Linked DNA regions of Mus musculus: regions 1 and 3 are each linked to region 2. Evidence: chromatin contacts called from public Hi-C and HiChIP or PLAC-seq data. All regions are on one chromosome and are shown on one strand. Each heading gives the region's core, a stretch centred on a gene start, on an enhancer-like site or on the middle of the called end of the contact. The rest is flanking DNA. Distances are from core to core; before and after follow the strand shown.

The links. Hi-C and Micro-C count contacts between places; a contact is called where the count stands out from the background. HiChIP or PLAC-seq counts read pairs in DNA pulled down with a chosen protein or histone mark.
Region 1: a contact with region 2 is called in an H3K27ac HiChIP or PLAC-seq map of embryonic stem cells, with 8 read pairs. The contact joins two enhancer-like sites. A contact is called at or near these places in 4 of 15 datasets of contacts at CTCF or cohesin (embryonic stem cells, large pre-B cells and pro-B cells), 55 of 484 Hi-C or Micro-C datasets (the 63-12 cell line, the AtT-20 cell line, B cells and 34 more), 8 of 115 datasets of contacts at active chromatin or transcription factors (bone marrow-derived dendritic cells, embryonic basal ganglia, embryonic stem cells and 3 more) and 4 of 9 other capture datasets (adipose tissue, embryonic stem cells, liver and 1 more).
Region 3: a Hi-C map of embryonic stem cells shows a contact between it and region 2, with 1.7 times the contacts expected there. The contact joins two enhancer-like sites. A contact is called at or near these places in 2 of 39 promoter capture datasets (the 3T3-L1 cell line and 3T3-L1-derived adipocytes), 1 of 15 datasets of contacts at CTCF or cohesin (large pre-B cells), 22 of 484 Hi-C or Micro-C datasets (the AML12 cell line, the N1E-115 cell line, adipose-derived mesenchymal stem cells and 16 more), 4 of 115 datasets of contacts at active chromatin or transcription factors (bone marrow-derived macrophages, embryonic stem cells and large pre-B cells) and 3 of 9 other capture datasets (adipose tissue, liver and pancreatic islet).

The regions. Positions count from the first base shown.
Region 1 is chr9:96,490,729-96,493,428 of GRCm38.p6, reverse strand. Gm28729 (predicted gene 28729) reads left to right here. Exons shown (of 11, transcript NM_001370882.1): 10 at 1,245-1,357. Among named protein-coding and RNA genes, the nearest start is that of Rnf7, 13 kb to the right of the region's middle. Within about 2 kb of position 1,433, at least 25 of the 459 cell types and tissues checked have an H3K27ac peak or open chromatin away from gene starts, as enhancers often do. A contact at or near this core is called in embryonic stem cells, where this site is marked.
Region 2 is chr9:96,329,835-96,332,534 of GRCm38.p6, reverse strand. No RefSeq gene overlaps it. Among named protein-coding and RNA genes, the nearest start is that of Atp1b3, 33 kb to the left of the region's middle. Within about 2 kb of position 1,439, at least 7 of the 459 cell types and tissues checked have an H3K27ac peak or open chromatin away from gene starts, as enhancers often do. A contact at or near this core is called in embryonic stem cells, where this site is marked.
Region 3 is chr9:96,535,655-96,538,354 of GRCm38.p6, reverse strand. It overlaps the pseudogene Gm8495. Among named protein-coding and RNA genes, the nearest start is that of Gm28729, 12 kb to the right of the region's middle. Within about 2 kb of position 1,369, at least 211 of the 459 cell types and tissues checked have an H3K27ac peak or open chromatin away from gene starts, as enhancers often do. A contact at or near this core is called in embryonic stem cells, where this site is marked.

The DNA of each region.
Region 1 (2,700 bases), core at 184-2,683, 160 kb before region 2:
CAGCGCCAGCATGCTGTCATTTCTCCAGTAAAAAGGTCAGAGGTCACATTTTTCCTTCCCCGGCAGTGTTGTAAAAGAGGGTCACAGGAGTGTGGTCTGCTGTGCTGCTCCACCTCAAACCAAAGCCATGCATCTTTAATGACCAATTAAATGACTCTAAGATTTTTTTTTCAATTATCCTTTTCTTTTAGAGGAACAGAACACCCACTTCTTGTTCCATTAGAGCAGGCATGAGGTCCAGCAGGATAATTCTGTTAAACCTGACTGTAAGTGCGATAAGCGCTTTGGTTTTCCTGGTGCCGACGCCACCCCTTCATCCTACCTGGTAGTAAAAACCCATTATTGGGCTGCTGGCAATCTCCACAGCATTAGTGCAGGGAGCGTAAGGACAGACAGCCTCTGGTGACAGGATGGGAAGTGATTTTTCACTCAGTACCTCTCTGGGATGGAAAACGTCTTCCACGCTTAGTAAATGGCTCAATTTACATAAATGAGAGGCTAATTATGGCGCGCCCACCTGAAAATGAAAGTACTCATTTAAACAGCATTAAAAAGCAATCTATGGCTTAGGAAATCAGCAGTTTTGAAACTTAGTCTAAGTGTGCATCGTGAGTAGCCTTAATGCGTGTATGTCATGAGCTAGAGTCATTATGGGCTGTTTCTGACGGAGCACTTTAATTATGTTTGAACACAGTGAAGAGTCTTCAAAAAAAGGGGGGGTAGCTGCTAAGATTTTACAGGGTGACTCACTTGGACTTTAACCCTAAAGGCATCGTTTTAAACCTTAAAAGACAATGGAAACACTAATTATAAAAAATAATGTTCTTCCAGTGTTTTCTCTCTTCCTACCATTTATTTGCAAGTCAACAATTTCTAATTCTCCTTTCACGAAATCAGAATAACTTACTTACTTGGTAACAAGTGAGTTTGGTTTGCTTATGCCTTTTTCTTTCCCTCCCTCATCTTCTCCTCTTCCTCTAGTTGAGGTCTTGATTTTTTTTTTTTTTTTTTTTTTTGAGACAGGATCTCTGTAGCCCAGGGTGACCTTGAGCTGGCTATATATGTTTGTATGTAATTGAGGCTAGTCTTCCTGCTTCAGCCTCTGGAGTCCAAAGACTGCAGATGAGTACCAACCATGCCCGGCTTTAGCAAGGAGCCAACTCTAATGATGGAATTCGGACCATCCGAGCAGCCCTGAACAGCGTTAGCCGTTCTCCTCATTCTTGCTTATTCTCTCTGCCCAGGTAAACTACCACCCTTAAAAGTTACAGTCACTCCCCGGATCTCTTCGGACACCTTCAGATCTATCTGGAAACTTAGCAAGAAATCTAATAGGAGGCGTAAAAAGAAGAAAAAGGTAAAATCTTCAGCGTCTGCACAGTTGAGTAGCAGCCACCAGGGGGCGCAAGATGAAGCGTGGGCCTCAGTGGAAATTAATGGCGCCTTCGATCCCAGAGTTTAGGGTCTAGGCCATCCTCCCCTAACCCACAGTCAAACGGATGATGGCTGTGTCACGAGGCAAGCAGTAAGACAACATCATCTCTCAAACATTAGTGAAAACTGCCTCAGCTCCTCTGCCCTGCTGAATTCGTGTTCCTGCAGGCCTGCTGCGGGTCTGCCAGGAGCCTCATGTCTGCTCTTAGGTGCCAGGGCTGCCCGGAGGAAGAAGAGGATTTGCATATGCTTACTCTCCACTGCGTAAAACTGAACTTTCTTTTTTAATGGGGCAAATATTTAATAGCACTGTTACGAAATGAGCTGTTTACAAGTAATAGGTAGAGGACTTTTGATACAGAAATTTAGAAGTGTGCACATGCATTTAAAAACCTAGACTGCGGGCTGGCGAGATGGCTCAGGAGGTAAGAGCACTGACTGCTCTTCCAGAAGTCCTGAGTTCAAATCCCAGCAACCACATGGTGGCTCACAACCACCTGTAATGAAATCTGATGCCCTCTTCTGGTGCGTCCAAAGACAGCTACAGTGTACTTATGTATAATAATAAATAAATCTTAAAAAAGCAAAAACAAAAACCTAGACTGCTGTACACCAAAATATCAGCATTGTTACTACCATCCAATGAGTAAATATTCTCCCCACCCGGGCTTGTATGTGTGTCGTCTATTTAGTTAGTTAGTTTTGAGGCTTGGTCTTACTCTGTATATCAGACTGGCAGACTGGGCTTAAACTTCTGGCAATCCTTTGTCTCCTTGAGATTACAGGCGTGAGCTACCATGCCTTTTTTGTTGTTGATGTTGTTGTTGTTTTGTTTTGCTTTGTTTTCTTCTTTATGTATTTTTTAAACACAACTATTTCTGACCCAGAACATAGTGGCTCATACCATCATCCTAATATTACTTGAGACGCTGAGGCAAGAGAATTGCCACAAGTTCAAGGCCAGCCTGGGCTATCTAGTGAGTTCAGGCCAATCTGGTACACAATGTGAAACTGCCTCAAAAACTAAAACAGAAGTAGTCCACAGTTGTAGAGAGAGAGAGAGGATGAGGAGCTAGAGAGACTCTAAATGCCGGCAGCGCAAACCCACTAAGCCAACCCGGGCACCAGCCGTCAGGTCGGAACACAAAAAGCAGGGCATGCAGGCAGGTGTCAAGCCCGTGACGGAATGAATGTCACAGACACTGCTGCCTGCCTGCGTTTGCTGTCCTCTGAGTAGTCACGTTTATTGGGTAAACCAACATTAGC
Region 2 (2,700 bases), core at 190-2,689:
GGGCCTCCATTTGACCCATGGGTTTCATTCACACGTATGTATGTATGTATGTATGTATGTATGTATGTATGTATGTATGTATGTTTGAATGAAAGCTTTTTGTTTGTTGGTTTGGTTTGGTTTGGTTTGGTTGGTTAGCATGCATGTATGTGAGCTGCCTGAGCTCCCGGTGAGTGTGGAGGCCAGAGAAGTGTTGAATCCCCCTGTGACTCAGGGCAGTTGTGAGCGGTCATGTAAGTACTTGCTCTTAAGCCTACATCCTTGGATGGAGAGCTCAACCACTGAGCTGTCTCCAGCTTCTCATTTATGGTTTTATCTCTCATTTATTATCTTTTTTTTTTATGTTTACTTATGTATATGAGTACACTGTAGCTGTCTTCAGACACACCAGAAGAGGGCATCAGATCTCATTACAGATGGTTGTGAACCACCATGTGGTTGCTGGGATTTGAACTCAGAACCTCTGGAAGAGCAGACAGTGCTCTTAACCACTGAGCCATCTCTCCAGCCCCCTCATTCCCCCCCCCCCCCCCCCCCCCCGAGACAGGGTTTCTCTTCTCTGTGTAGCCCTCACTGTCCTGGAACTTACTTTGTAGACCAGGCTGGCCTTGAACTCAGAAATCCGCCTTCCTCTGCCTCCCAAGTGCTGGGATTAAAGGCGTGCGCCACCACCGCCCGGCTATCCTCATTTTTCTAAGAGCTGTTTTTTATCATGGATGGTGCAGAGCCACATTCTGAGGCTTTCAGTGGTCTGCAAGCCAGACCTGGTGGGGCAAGAACCCAACTGTCTCAGGTTGGCTATGTGGGAAAGCTGAGGGAATTAGGTGGCCTTGCCAGCCAGGTGGCACCGCTGTACTTTGGAGGTGGACATTCTCCACTTTGTCATCAACAAAACTCCGTGATGCCTGAAAATTTAAAGGTGACCTTTCCTGGACTTGGACTTTTCCTTTGTGCTTTTTCTGTCTCTTGATTTTGCTGGGTGGTTTCACATGGCCTTGGATTAAGTCACTGTTCTGTTGCTGGGAAGAGACACCATGGTCAAGGCAGCTGTTACAAGAGAAAACATTCATTTGGGAGCTTGCTTATAGTTACAGAGGTGCTCTGGTGGAAAGCAGCGGGCAGGCACTGAAGCAGTGACGTCACACCCTGATCTGCGGGCAGAAGGAAACATGGAGTGGCATGGCCTTTGAAACCTCCAAGTCCACCCTCAGTGACAATTTCTTCTAAGAAGGCCACACCTGATCCTCTCAGTGCCACTCCCTGGCGACTAAGCATTTATATATATGAGCCTCTGGGGCCATTACTCAAGCCACCACAGCCATCCTGCCTCGGCTTCCCAGTTCATATTGAGAAAGTAAAGTAAGGATGGATAATTTGTAGCCTGGCACACGTACCAGACATCACCCTGAGCAACAGTTCTGTGAGACCAGGCTGTCCTGGTCTGCGGAGTAGGAACGGCAGGCCTGCAACCGAGCGGTGCCGACAGTAGGGCAGATCCTGAGTCGGCAGGTTTGGCTCAGGCACCATTTCATTAAATAGTTGTGAACTTAACTAAAGCCTAAGGCCTGGGGATGTTAGGTCAGGGCTTGCCGAGTATGTATGAGGCACGGGATTTGACCCCAGATACATGGGGCTGCAGTCTCGGAGCTAGTGAGTGAGTGCAGGAGCTGGAGAGACAGGCAGCAGAGAGCAGCGGGGACCTCCCAGAACCACCCACAAAGTGGTTCACAACTCCACTGCCAGAGGGCATCCTTCTATCCTCTTCTGGTCTCCTCAGACGCCATGCACATACGTGACAAAACGTCTAAAGTTAAAAAGTTTAAAGCAGAGTAGATCTGTAACCGAGAGCAAAGCTGTCATCTCGAGGTGGATTTTGAAGACTTGGGGCATAGATCCTAAGTCTTAACTGGTTTTCTTTCTGGTTCAGTTTTTGGACTTGGTCCAGTCCTGCCATGTGACTTCAGCTGACCTCAAGTCTTCAGGTTGTTTTGTTTTTTTGTTTTTTCATCTGCTGAACTTAGGAGTGCCTGCTTAACTTGAAGCATACTGAGTGAAAGGACACAGCCTATTCGAGTTCATTAACCCAAAGGGAACAAGAGAGGGCCTAGGAGTTAGCTCGGTTACACAGATGGCAGCGCTGGGTATGGGCAGAGGTGGTGCTCAGGAACAGGTCATTCCAAATGTCCCTCTGGATCTATTGTGGAAATGTTTTGGGAGGCAGAATGAGCTGGGTCTATGTCCTGTGGGTAATGAGGTGGATTTAGGAGTGTAGGGTAGTTGAGTCTGTGTTCTGTGGATAATAAGGTGGACCGGGAATGGGAGCCATAGGCCAATTGGCATCTGCTCCAGGCTTTCCTCAGAATGTAGGATATACACAATGTTGTCTGTGCATTTCGCTCTCTGGCGTGGTATGATTGATCCAGCAGCCTCCTCTGCAGGCTGTTCCCTCAGACCACAGAAAAGGATGACCCAGTCAGCTTGCACTTCAGTCACTGAGCCCAGCACTTAGCCCAACTGGACAGGAGATGGAGAAGGTTTGGTGTCCGTTAGTTGATTGAATCGTGGTATTTTGAAACAGTGTAATATTCCTAATGAAAGGAAAAATTGGGGGTACTTTTAAAAAGAGTTCCAAGCTGTTTTCTATGTGGGTCTAGGAGCTGGAAAGTTTTATATTGGTTACAAAATTACTGTAATCCCCCT
Region 3 (2,700 bases), core at 120-2,619, 210 kb before region 2:
GTGCTGTGTTGAGAGCCTGCACCACCATGTCCAGCCCTGTACCCTGAGTAAGCATGCCGTTCTTTAAAGGGCAGGGGCCATAATTTGAATTTCCCTTTCTAACTCCCATGATTCAGAATAAACAATGCCTAAAACCATTATGGTTCCTTTCTACTCCACGTCCATGCCTGCTACTAAGCTCCTCTGCAAGCTTTCCTCGCAGTGAGTCTTTTGGGTGATTTGATATTCTTAAATAACCAACCATTACTTTCATCTTAATTTTCATATGCATCTTCACCTGAAGTTCCATCTTTTTTTTTTTCTTTTTTTTGGCTCGGTGTGTTTTCTTATTTTTGTTGGTCTCCATCACAGATGGGATTTTTTTCACTGGTAATTCCTCAGAACTAAATCCATTCATAGGGAATTCAGAGCAGTGAAAATAAATTTCACGCCTTAGAGTGGGGAATGGTAACAATAAAAAGGAGCCAAGGGATCTTGGAAGAAGACTAGCCCAGCTCAGTTCTCCACTGGTGGTGGGGTTTGCACAGGCTGGCTCACATAACCTGCACCGCAGTCCTTAGGGATCTTCAGCTCCTCCGGCTTCCTCCTATCAGTGAGAGACCTGCCAGAGAAGAACCACCGCTGGTTGCCTGGCACCACACTCTCCGGCAGGTAAGTGCCCCGTCATGTGAAACACTGTGTCTGTGTGCGGACCACAAGCTTGAGGTCTTTGCCTGGGCAGAGCCTCAGATGGAGCTGATGCGTGTCCAGAATTGGGAGGTGGCTCGGGAACATCCAGAGTCTCCATGTCACTCTCTTCCTCCACCGTGCTGATTGGTGGTGCCAGGCAATAGACTGGCAGCGGGTACCGGTTGCCCAGCTCATCGTAGCACTCTGTCAGGGCACTGTGTGGTAGTGTTATGTTTGCACCATCAATGATTGCCTGTGCCAATTCATGATCATTGCTTTCAAAAGCCTGTGCAGTGGCCTTCAAAGCATCCCAGATCTCCTTTCCGGCCTTCAAAAGCTGGTGCAGTGTCCCGGAATTCATCCCTCTTGCTGCACAGTTGTCCATCTGTTAGAGGATAGTCGGTTTTCCATTCTGGTTTCTCCTTTTTCAAAGGCTGGTTTATGATCTAGAGCAACTCCCATGCGGGAGGAGTCTGGGCTGCTGGGCGCCCACGCACCCGTCCCTGGGGCCGCGGCCGCCACCAAAGGGTGCTCGTCCCACCGCCTCGCCCAGCCCTTTCCTCCGTGCCCACTTCTACCTCAGCCCCCGGCCACCTGGCCCGCAGACCCGGCCCGCGTGCTTTCCTCAGCTCCCGCTCGACCCCGCCAGGCCGGACTTGGACCATCCCGGGCGGGCCGCAGCAAACGCTCCTCCCATGCTTCCCCACGCCCCCGCGTCTAGGCCCCAGCACTGCTGCCGCTGCTGCCAGGCAGCCAGGCTCCACTGTCCCCTTCCTCTGAAGTTACATCATTGGTTACTGTTTTAGTTCCATCCAGAGTTTCAGCACCAAATGTAAGGTGCAGTAAAACCACTGAACTGGACTATCTGGGGAGAAAGAAAGGTTCATTGGGAACCAAAGAAGCAAAATGGTGGCAGAGCAAGAGGTTTTTATATGCCAGTCAACAGAGTGGTCCTTGGGCTGATACAGACTGTTCATGTTGACAGGGAACTAGGTCCCTTACCCAGGGTAGTTGACCTTTGGGGGCAAGATTAAGAGAGGTTCCTCGTTAGCAGAAACCCACCTTTAAGCCTCAACCCAGCCAAAATCCTATCTCAGACATTGGCCTCGGCACTGCCATTTTGAGGAGCAGCTTTAAGCTATCAGTGACTAAAAAGCTCATGCCTTAAAATGTTGCATCATAGCCAGACAGTGGTGGCGCACGCCTTTAATCCCAGCACTTGAGAGGCAGAGGCAGGTAGATTTCTGAGTTCGAGGCCAGCCTGGTCTATAGAGTGAGTTCCAGGACAGCCAGGGCTATACAGAGAAATCCTGTCTCAAAAAAAAAAAAAAAAAAAAAAAAAAAAAAAAGGAAAGGAAGAGGAAGGAGGAGGAGGAGGAGGGGGAGGAACAGCTATATGCAACAGACTGATAGCTAGCTATGCACTAAGTGGGGAAATCGGGGTGAGGTAAACATGTCTGCTTTCTACTTTTGCTTCAGAAATGGTGCTTAAAACACCATTGGCCAGAGCAATAAGATGGACTGAAGGGAAAATCAATAAGAAAAAATTAAGTCAGATGAAGACATTAGAAAATTTAAAAAACTAAACAAAAACCTCCCAATAGTCATGGATCAGAATTGCTGTTGTATAAATGAACATATTACTGAAAGTAATTCACATACTCAGAATTTCAATGAGATTCTTTCCAGAAGTAGAAAAAAAAAAAAAAAAAACCCAAAGTGTAAACGGAAGTTTCCAAATAGCCAAAGCAGTGTGAAGCTAGGAGAAGCAGGACTGCAGAAACAGCGCCCCATTTCCCTGTCTACAACTGAGCTGTAGGACGGAGCCTGGGGCTCCAAGCCAGCGTGGAGCTTGGCACAAAGCACAAGTGTACACCAATGCGACAGAGGGCTCAAAGGTAAACGCATGCAATTATAACCCTATGATTGTTAACAAAGATGCCAAAAACCTTAGAGAAAAGGCAAGTTCCATGCTGGGCAAACTGCACAGCAGAAGCCCAAGTGTGAGACTTGAGAACCGCATGGCACCTA